Linked DNA regions of Anas platyrhynchos: region 2 is linked to region 1. Evidence: chromatin contacts called from public Hi-C data. All regions are on one chromosome and are shown on one strand. Each heading gives the region's core, a stretch centred on a gene start, on an enhancer-like site or on the middle of the called end of the contact. The rest is flanking DNA. Distances are from core to core; before and after follow the strand shown. Region 1 holds the start of NEURL1B (neuralized E3 ubiquitin protein ligase 1B). Region 2 overlaps NEURL1B (neuralized E3 ubiquitin protein ligase 1B).

Region 1 (5,033 bases), core at 709-3,208:
GTATTTAAAATACAGCTCCCTCGTACCTTAGTTAGCCACAGCTCCAGTTTTTAAGGGAAATGCATAAGGAAGAGCGCAAACCAAGAACTGCCACCAATGCACCAGGCTCCACATCTCACTGCTCGGAGCATACACATTTTTCTGTGACTACATTGTGCAAATGGAGAAATTACTTCAGGTTGAGAGCAGGCTGAGATTTTTATATGTTCTTACTTTCTCAGTCCTTGACAATTAATTCCACCTCTGTCCAAACCCTGCTATCCGCTGCTGGAACCGCCAGTGAACGCATTTATTTGTCTTCCCTGTTGAGCAAACGGGAGCGCAGCAGTAGCTGTTGACATAATGTATTACCGAGGGCTGACTTGCCTGACAGTACATTAACTTTAAAAATGTTATCTCGGGTACTGTGTTGCAGAACTGGCTTTATAATCAAAGCCTCGATGTTTGGATTTCAAACCCAAAACCGACACTAGGAAGCACAGTTACGCATCGGTTAGAAACAATCTTCCATTACATAGCAAACATGTAAGCCTAATGGTGACTGACTACCCCAAAAAACAAACACAGCAGGAGCAGCTCCCAGGAGAAAGAAATACAAGAAACAAGGGAACCAGCTAGGGCAGAACATTACACCCCGGGCACGCAGTCCCCAGGAACACAATCATTGCCTAATCCCCGGGTGCCAGCAACACCCTGCAGAACAGCAGAGGCCCTCCCTTAATGTACATACACACCTGAACTCAGTACTGCCCCGCACACGTGAGCAACAGGACTAGGAAACCAGGATCAAAAGTCACTTTTTTTTTTCCTCTTGTTCTGCCCACTGCCTGCACTCACCCATTTCCAGAAGCGAGGTGCCTAAATCTGCAGTAAATACCCCAAAATCACAGCCTGCATTGCTCGGAGTGCCTTTTTCTCCTGCACTGGGCAGCACTTGGCATCAGTGTGAGCATACTTAATGCAGATCACCTGGATCTCTGCAGATGTGTTTGGCACTCACCAGAGAGGAGGGCAGCGTGGTTTGGGGCTCCTGGCACAGCTCGGAGGGTCCCCGACCTCCTGACAGGGCGCTGAGGCAGGAGCACCCAGCTCTGCCCTCATGCAGACCGTGTCCTGCGGGACTTGCTCATGTTTAGGGAACGCTGCCAGCAACAAGATGCTTTGCTTTTCCCCCAGACGAAGAGAAAACGAAAGCAAACGCTGACAACTTTTTGAAAGTAGCCACTAAACCCTATCAAACCACCTGAAAATTTGATCGCATTCCTCACCTTCCCACTGAGCGTGAGGAAGGGCAACGCTTCATCCCGATGGCCCGTGGCAGCTCCCGAGCATCTGGGAAGCGGCACCGAGATGCCAAGGGCTCGAAGCCAAGGAGAGACTGAGGAGAAACAAGCCCGGCCTTGCGGAAAGCCGTTACGGGAGGGTGGCAGCAGCGGCGGTGGCAGCCTCTGGGAGCTCCCTGTTCCCTTGGCATCCCCAGCCCGTGTTATTTATTTGCACGTCGCAGCCTTGGCACCTGGCGCGGGTTGGCTGAGCTCCGCCAGCAGCTCCCTTCAAACCCAGCCAACCAAGCAGGCGGCTGGGGGGGGGGGGGGAACACGGAGGCCAGGCACAAAACCACGTTAAAACACCTCAAAACTGCCACCCACCCGCAAAACCCAACGCCAGCACTTTTGTTGGCTTCCCCCCCAAACCCCCTTCAGCCTGTCAGCGCGGCTAGGCGGGCGGCTGAGGGGGCGAAAGGGTTGGGATGATGGCAGCGAGGGGGGACAGCACGGGAAGGGAAGGGGACAACGGGGACGAAGGCAGCCTGAGGGGGAAGGCAGAGCTGTCCCCGCACTTACCGGGGCCGGCGGCACCGCGCAGGACGGACTCGGTGTTCCCCATGGAGGTAGCGGGGCGCTGTGAGGCGGGCGGGCAGCGCCGCGCCGCCGGTTCGAAGCTGGCGCCCGCCCCGCCCCGAGGCCGCCACCGCCAACCGCAAGCCTGCGGGAGGAGCCGCACCGGGCTGGGGCCGCCCGGGATCGGCTGCGAGAGGCTGGGAGGCGGCCTCAGGGCGGCTACGAGCGGCTTGGAAGCGGCCTGAAGGCGGCCGGGTGCCTGCCCGCAGGCCCGCCCCCGGGGCCGTGGACCTGCCTCATGGCGCCCGGCGCTGTGAGGGTGTGGGGTGAGGGCTGCCCGTGCCCGCAGCGAGGTGCGCTGCTGGGGCTGTGTTCTGGAAAAGCTTTGGCATGGCAGCTTCCAACAGGACCAAGATTTGTGCCCCTGTCTCAAATCTGTGCCCTGCCATGCTCTCGTGACGGCGAGCTGGCAGATTTATAGCAGAAATGAGTCCTGCTGTCCTCCCCCCCAGGCACTCTGTTCCCCCATTACTCCATTTCCTCATCTGTTTTCCATGGGGCCGATGTGGGTTGTGGAAGCTGTAAATGAGCAAAACAGGAGGTGTGAGATTCTTGAGCTGTCACGGCAGCCTGGCCACCCCTGGGGGTAACAGAGAGAATGGAGAAGATGGCAGCAGGGGGGCACCATTTATCCCAGTGCCAAGTTCCTCTTTCACAGCCGCAACCAGATCACGGTTACTGGATGCCAGCAGCTTTGAATTGCTTAGATGTAGATAAAGACGTGTCCTGCCCTGGAAAAGAAAGACACGGCGAGAACACGGCATGCAGATAGATGAGCACACTGCTGCCTCGAGCCAGGGAAAGGGCCGGGTCCGGGAGAAGAGGAACAGCAAAGCCTCCGCAGTGCCCCAGCATCCCAGTGCCCCTTATCAGATAGCACAGTTACGCGATGAGAGCCCTGCTGAGGCAGGGATGTCTTCCTTGAGTGTGAGCCTGGCGGTGTCTGGGACATGCGGATGCTCCTTATCTATCTGCTAATGCATTTTTTATCTTCTCCATTAGGTGGGAGCAGCACAGCAAGATCTCGAGTGCTTCAGCAACTTCCAAAGCGGCCTCCGGAGCCGTCGATGATATCCTCGCACATGGCAGTTGTAGCCGTCTCATCACCAGGTTTGGGGTCATTCGTGTGGTTTGGGTTTCTAAAAATATTACCAGCAGCAGCAGCATGATGCAGAACTGCTGAGTGTTCGCAGCAGATCCTGTGACATCCCCGGCAAGTCGGGGCTAGCGGCAGGACGCGACCTGGAGCCCTGAGTAACAGCAGCAGTTGCAACGAAAGGGCACTTGGTTCTCAGACTTTCTCAAAGCAAAAGGGAGGAGACGCCTTGCCCTCTTGGTTCCCAAAAGGCACTTAGACACGCTTTCATTCCTGAGGAGGGTGAGTAGCACCCTGAGAAGCTTTCCCAGCCCTCTAATAACAGGGAAGTTGCAGCTCCCTAAGCAGGTGCAATGGGAACCTGTATTCAGAAGCAGTGAGTCCCCGGATTGCCTACTGCGAGGTGATCACCCCAAGGCCAGGGAAATGGGCCCTGGAGCCATGTGGTTGGCATGCTCAACACTCTCCATTACTCAACCATCTTGTTTCCTGCAGTGTAGCCAGGATCTCAGCCCCTGCAGCCCCAGCAAGAATTTCCAGATGGATAAGAACAGCCTCCTTTTATCTCCATCTGCTCCCATCCCTGCTGGAGCAGCCTCCAGGCTGTCCCCAGGAGGAGGAGAAACCCAGACAAGCCACTCCACGGCCCTCAGCTGGACACTCGCAGGCACTCAGGGCAGGCTGAAGGGAGCCTGGCAACACTACTCTGAGGACAGAAGCAGAAACCTTCTTAGAATGTGCCTTGCAGCCTGTCCCCACTTTGCACCCACTGATTGCTCCCATCACGGATGGAAACGCTGCCCAGGGACAGGATTCCCAGGAGGTACAGCCTCGCCTGCTGGTCAGCAGAAGGTGATACTGCAGCTCTGACAAAGGGCTGTCTAGCATCACACTGCCTAAAATACCCCCCGCAAAATTCCATGTTGTTCCTGAGTATTTTGCTCTGGAAGAAGACCTGATCAGGCTAAATTTTCATAATGGTTTTTTCCACAGTTACCATATCATGAAGAGTACAGATTTCCCAAGCAGATTTGAAGCCAAAATGCATCGATCCTGACCTGTAGAAAGGCTTTTTTACATTCTTCTGTGTTTGTTCAAGCTCTGAACTTTCTACTGTTGCCAAGAAGCAGTCTGGCTAGCAATGACCATGGTAATGATTTTTTAAAACAGGAACATCTGTCTCCGTTGGGAACCAAGCTGAGGTTCACCAGCTCATTTCATACTGAGACCACCGAGCGGCTGTCAGGCAGTGCTAACGCTCAGCATGTGTTATTGGACTGGATCCAAAAGCCTTCAGAAAGGAAAGCTTTAGCTCCCATAAGCTGTCACACCTCAGCTCTAGGGACTCGGCATCTGCACCACGACTCAGCCAGCTGTTCCAGCTGCGTGGTGCAGCCCACAGCTTTCCCAGCAAGACAGAAGACTTCAGAGATCACTCACACACACAGTCACTTCTGCAGGGTAGGTCCGGTCAGGGCTGGGCCAGCCTTGTCTTCACTGCTGCAGAAGCAGGAGGATGCGATCTCTAACAGGGGCTATGGGTTATACAAGGTCACAACCCCTGAGCAACAGGACAGCGAATTAGCTCAGCAAGTAACAAAACATGTCATTTATATTCCTCTCCCCATCAGCCCTTGCTCTGGAAGCACTGGGAGAGTAACACAATGTGCCAAACAAACAGAAATGAGAGTAGACCTTACACAAGGAGAGCACTGGAGCTACTGCCCAGGGCACATCCATGGTCTCAGGCCAGTCCCTGCAGCTCCATATGGTTGCATACACTGTAATTGTGCTGCCTGTCCTAAGGCGTCCATGAACTGACCGGTGGTTGTGAAGGAGCCCTTGTAATTCCCTGTCCCATTGCCCCGCAAGGAGATATTTTGGGTTCTGTCACAATATAATCCTGGAAAACTCAGTGTCTTCCTTCCTGAAACTCTGAGAGTTGCAGCAATAATAATATGAACACCTAGCTTCTTACTTAACAATTTTATTAGCAAATCTCAAAGCACTCCGCAAATCTTGATCCCCAAACTGCA
Region 2 (5,033 bases), core at 1,179-3,678, 120 kb before region 1:
TTTGAGGCCAGCAGAACTGAGGGCACTCTACGTGCCGGAGGAGCGTTATCCACTCCCTTGAGCACGTGCTGCCTTCCCTTGTCCCACACTTTCTGTGCTGGAAACGTGGACTTAAGGATAGCTCTGTGTACATACAGAACAAACGTGGTGGTGCCTCAGGGCAGGGTCATTTGGAAAGGTGATGGGGCGGGCAGTTTGTCCCAGCCCTGTTTTATAGACAGAGAAGCCATCCTAGTCCATCCAGAAGCCCCGAGGTTTGTTTTCAGCCCTGGGAACTCATGCACCCCGATCTCTGGCTGGTTCCTCTCCCTGCCACCCCCAGGTTTCTCTGATCACACATCAGCCTCTGATCGGGCTGACTCACCTGAGCTGGCAATAAGCAATACAGCTGCAACCCAACCCAGTAACCCAGCTGCGTGCGTGGCACATCGAGAGGTGTTGATGTGCTCCCGGGAGAGCTGCAGGGAACAACACTGCCTTGTCTCCGCACATCCCTTGCTCCATGAAAACTCTCCTGCCGTGGAAATGGACAGGGGACAGGCCAGTTAGGGCAGCGCTGCCCAGCAGCCAGGTGCAGCCCCACTGTGCTTGGGGAGGGGGCAGGAGGAGCTGTGTCCCCCCACCCGCTCTGGCTGCTGGCAGTCACGCAGGGGGTGGCGGGGTGCCCGTTTCCCATGGCGCTGCATCCTCGCTCTCGGTGCTGAATGTCCTTTTAGGCTCGGAAGGCTTTCTCCTTTCTCTGCCTCACAGACCTCTCTGATCCCATTTTTCCTCGTAGGGAACAATGCTCTTTCTGTTGCTTCCGTGCTAAATGAGGGCTATTTCTGCTTTCCTCCCAGACCGAGCCTCAGAACTGGTAGCGCTTCATTTTGCTGACACAAGTACTGTATTTGGCTCAGCGGGCACGTGGCAGCATCGGTCCCTTGTTCCCAAAGAGCTTCCCAGGAGGCAGGGTGCGTGCCAGCACGGTCACTCACCCACACAGGGTGCCAACACCGGGAGCCTTACCCCTCCTTCTGCCCCCCTGTCTGCAAAGGGACTGGAAAACCCACACCCGACGGGGGACACGTGCTTGGTGGCCACGCAGACCGCGTCTCCTCGCCTTCTCCTGACTACCTCGTGAGGAGGAGGAGAAGGAGGAGGGTGGCCTGGGATGCTTGGGGCCCTGAGCACCGCCGTGGTCCGAGCCCGAGCTTCCTCCTCGCCCAGCACCAGCACAGCCCGAGGCGGGGGCATCACCACGGCGGGGGGCAGAGGAGGGTTGGGGGCCCCCCGTGCCACCTCACATGCTCCCGAAGCCGTTCTGTTTGTCTGTGTCTCGCTGTGTTGTGTAAGCGCGTAGAAATCGACATTGCTGTGGGCGGGCGGGGGTGGCAGCGGAAGATAGATGTAGCCGTGTAAATGCCGTATCTGTACTTTCACCAGTAGGGGTTGCGTTCTGGTTTTTATTTTTAATTCGTTGGGGGGGGGGGAGGTTGGGGGTTTTGTTTTTGATTTTTTTTTTTTTGTGGTTTGTGTTTGTTTCTTTTTTTTTAATTTTTCGTCTGTTGTTTTTTTTAAGAAATAAAAGAAATGGCTTGACTGGTTTCAAGCACCTTGTGAACCCCTGGCTGGCGTGTGTCTGGGCTGAGCTGCTCCCTGTCCAGGCGGTGGCAGCTCCACGCAGGGACCTGGGCAAAGCGTCCTGGAGGTGTGAAATGTGGCTGGATAACAGGGCAGGGGGCTGCTCAGGGGGGGCACAGCACACACAAAGAGCTGCTGCTTGTCACAGGCAGTGACATGAAGGAGCCCTGAGGATGGATTTTGGTCTTACAGGCCCTGGTCGGAAATAACCCAGCTCCCCCCTCACAGCTGTGCCCCAGGTCCCCATCCTGCGCAGGGCTGCAAGGAGCTCGGGCAGGGCTGTGCAGGCAGCAGGCGATGGCCCCGTGCCTGCTGAATTACCTGCAGCACCAGGGCCGATCTCTCCAGCTGCTGTTTGCTCACCTGCCTGCAGCACGTGCCCCGGGCTGGGAGCCCACACTTTGTGGCTGGCACCCCGACAGCCCAGGGCCCGCTTGCTGCACGGAGCCACCACACAGCAGGAATGAATGGAGGAGAAATTCAGAGCCGGTGCCATAACCTGGGGTGTTGCAGCACCGTGCACGGGGCCTGTCCCCAGCCCGAGGGGCAGGGAGCGGTGCCGCGCTGCTCCCACCCTGCTGGGGCTCGCCGCTCCTGGCACCGTGCGGGGCTGGATGCGTCCCAATGCTCAGTGCTGCTGTGGCTCCCCACGAGGCAGAGCCCTAACCAGAACTGGTCTGTGGCACATGGGACGTGTGTCACCGTGCCCAGGCTGGTGGCTGCGGGTGCAGGTGATGGGAGCAGGCAGTGGTCCTGCAAACTCACCCCAGGGGTGCATTGCTCCGATGCCAAATGCTGCCTGAACCCTGCAGCGTGAGGCTGGTGGCAGCTCGGGAGCATCAGCCCGCTGGGTACAGCTGGGCCACACAGCCCATAGCCGGGTGTTTGGCCATAAATAGCCCTTGTCGGGCTCCTTCACCACCTGCAGCTTGCGTGGGGCTTAGCGCAAACACGTCAGCGTGGCTGCGCTCCTGCCAGGGCAGAGTTATGAATGAATTCTTCTCCTCCGCTTCAAACCGCATCTGAGGTGACTTGACTGGTGTCTGGCTTCAACCGGCCACATTTCAGAATATAAACAGTTTACAGCACAGCCTGCCGTCGACCTCGGCTTGTTAAATAAAGAGCCAGGCAGCTCCAGGGGATGGGATAAAAAAAAATAATGAGTCCAGCAGCCCTCCTGCCCCGATACATGGCCCCCTCCCTGAACAGAGCTGCAAGTGGCTGGAGCAGGTGCCCCTTCCTACCTCAATAGCCCCAAAAATGCACCTTGCTTTTTACTGTAGGGGCTGCCAAGTTTTCAAGGGCTTGCAAGGTTAAGTGAACCTTCAAGGGACGGAGCAGCCGCTGTGCAGGGACCTCTGTGGAGCAAAGCAAAGCTCCTGCAAGGTATTTAAATGTCCTGGAGCAGGGCTGCCTGCAGGGGCAGGGCGTGGGCAGCATCCCCAAGCCTCCAGCTTAGCCCAGTTTGGAGGAAAAGCTTTTGCTCAGCCTTCTGGTCACTTTTAAGCGTCAAGGAGCCCTCTTTACAAGCCAAAATTTTATTTGTTTCATAAACAAGTAAAATTATATTAATGTAAAACAGGTAAATGGACAAAAATAAAACACACACAGCACTGAACACAACGCTATAGAGTACTGACATGTAGAAGTGCAGCTCCCTCCCTCGTGCGACCCACCCCCACCCCGGTCCCCCGATGATTTGCTCGGCAAGCCTGACGCAGAGGCTTCAGCTTCGCCGTGATGTCCAGGTCACAGCATGGACTCGTGAAGGTAACACCAAGAGAGTAACTGGCTTGGAAAGGGGCAAGGTCAAAGGGCTCCCCTTACTCCGCTTTTGCTTTCTCTCTTCTTTTTTTTTTTTAAACAAATGGGAGCGGGTGGGAATCCATAGGAATAAACACTTTTTTCACTCCTAAATTTATATATATACGTTTATATATATATATAAAGCAGGATTCTCGATGAACACACACAAAAAAAATCTATAAAACTACCATTGATCTGTGATATTTTCTCCCCATTTTTCTTTTTTTTTTTTTTAAAAGTCGCTTTAGAAAGGATAAAAAGTGCACAGACACCCTTATAAGGCACAAACAGATCTTCTGTACAAATCATATCTCATCGGACTGGTTAAAAAAAATAGCAATACGAGTACGAACGGTTAAATCTGTAAGAGGCTACCTTTTCCTGGAAATCATTTTTAAGAGGCCTCTGCGCCCATTTTGGAACATCCCTGTCGCCCTCGGGCAGGCAGGGCGCCTCAGCCACCGCTGCTCGGCCACGCTCAGTGCCCCGGCGAGGATCCTCACCCGCAGCGAGCTCGCTCCCTTGCTGGCCCTGCTGGGTGCCGTGCCCTGAAATCCCTCGCAGCTGCTACAGCGCAAAGTAAACCTGTGCGACCTGATCAGCTTGGCTGCCAGCTTGGAGCGAGTGCTTTCACTGCTTCTCCGTGCTAGCTTGAAAGAAAAGAGCTACACCGAGAAAAAAGCCAGGCGTGCAGCCAGCCCTGCTTGTTGGGGACCTGAGGGGTCAGCCAAGCGAGCGGGCTCTGCACTTTAGGCGGTGCAGGTGGCTGGGGGCTGGCACTGAATGGCACAGGGCACCCCAAAACAGGGACTGCGGCGTGGGGTCTGGCTGGCATTTGTTAGCCCAGCTTGCTCCAAGCCAGTGTCGCTCACTGTGAAGTCAGACAGCTTTCCCTGAACACCTCGACAGGCCAAACTGCCCACCGCAGCCCGCTCACAGCCGGGCACAGCCGAACCCACCTGGCCAGGATTCACCCTGCAGTTGCGTATTTGCCACCGCGGCACCCGGCGTTGTGCCCGGTGACCACGGCTGCGCCCTTATCTACAACCGGAGGCTGGGCAGGACCACGCCGGGCAGCATCAAGCTCGGCACAAGGCTTCAGCTGCTGGAAAACTGCAAGACAGAAAGCTGGAAAACTCACCGCTGCGTTTTGCAAAGGCGAACGTGCAGCGGTCGCTGCGCCCATGGCTCTGCCGGGGCTCAGCACATGCTGATGCTGCGTGGCCAGCGCTGAGCCGCGTTTCCAAAAAGGGCTCTGCAAAGCCAGCAGGCTCTCGTGCTGATGCAGCAGGGCAGTGTCTGAGAGCTCTCACTCTATAAAGTAGCCTCTCATTTATACACTTAATGGAAATGCTAATTAGCTCTTCAAGTTTAAAAAAAAGGAAAATAGTTTTCTCCGTGCCCTGCGAGCTGGCACGTTGGGCCAGCCTCCGAGCAGCTGCGGCTCGACGTGGGACGGGTTATCTGCTCCCCTGGGTGTGCTTCCCATGAGGTAAGAGAGGCTCTGGGCCAGGGACCGAGAGCAGCCACGCAGCCTGGCACCACCAGCAGCGCAGGACAGCCGGCGGTGCACCCACAGCAAGAAGGGGCAGGCAGGAGCAGGA

What was found. Hi-C and Micro-C count contacts between places; a contact is called where the count stands out from the background.
Region 2: a contact with region 1 is called in a Hi-C map of skeletal muscle, with 2.4 times the contacts expected there. The contact joins the enhancer-like site here to the promoter of NEURL1B in region 1. A contact is called at or near these places in 2 of 8 Hi-C or Micro-C datasets (skeletal muscle and subcutaneous adipose tissue).

What each region holds. Positions count from the first base shown.
Region 1 is chr14:10,961,210-10,966,242 of IASCAAS_PekinDuck_T2T, reverse strand. NEURL1B (neuralized E3 ubiquitin protein ligase 1B) reads right to left here and starts at 1,958. Exons shown (of 5, transcript XM_038186493.2): 1 at 1,845-1,958. The coding sequence starts at 1,887.
Region 2 is chr14:11,080,031-11,085,063 of IASCAAS_PekinDuck_T2T, reverse strand. NEURL1B (neuralized E3 ubiquitin protein ligase 1B) reads right to left here. Exons shown (of 5, transcript XM_038186493.2): 5 at 3,146-5,033. SH3PXD2B (SH3 and PX domains 2B) reads left to right here. Exons shown (of 15, transcript XM_038186487.2): 15 at 1-1,464. Among named protein-coding and RNA genes, the nearest start is that of SH3PXD2B, 73 kb to the left of the region's middle. Within about 2 kb of position 2,428, at least 1 of the 8 cell types and tissues checked has an H3K27ac peak or open chromatin away from gene starts, as enhancers often do.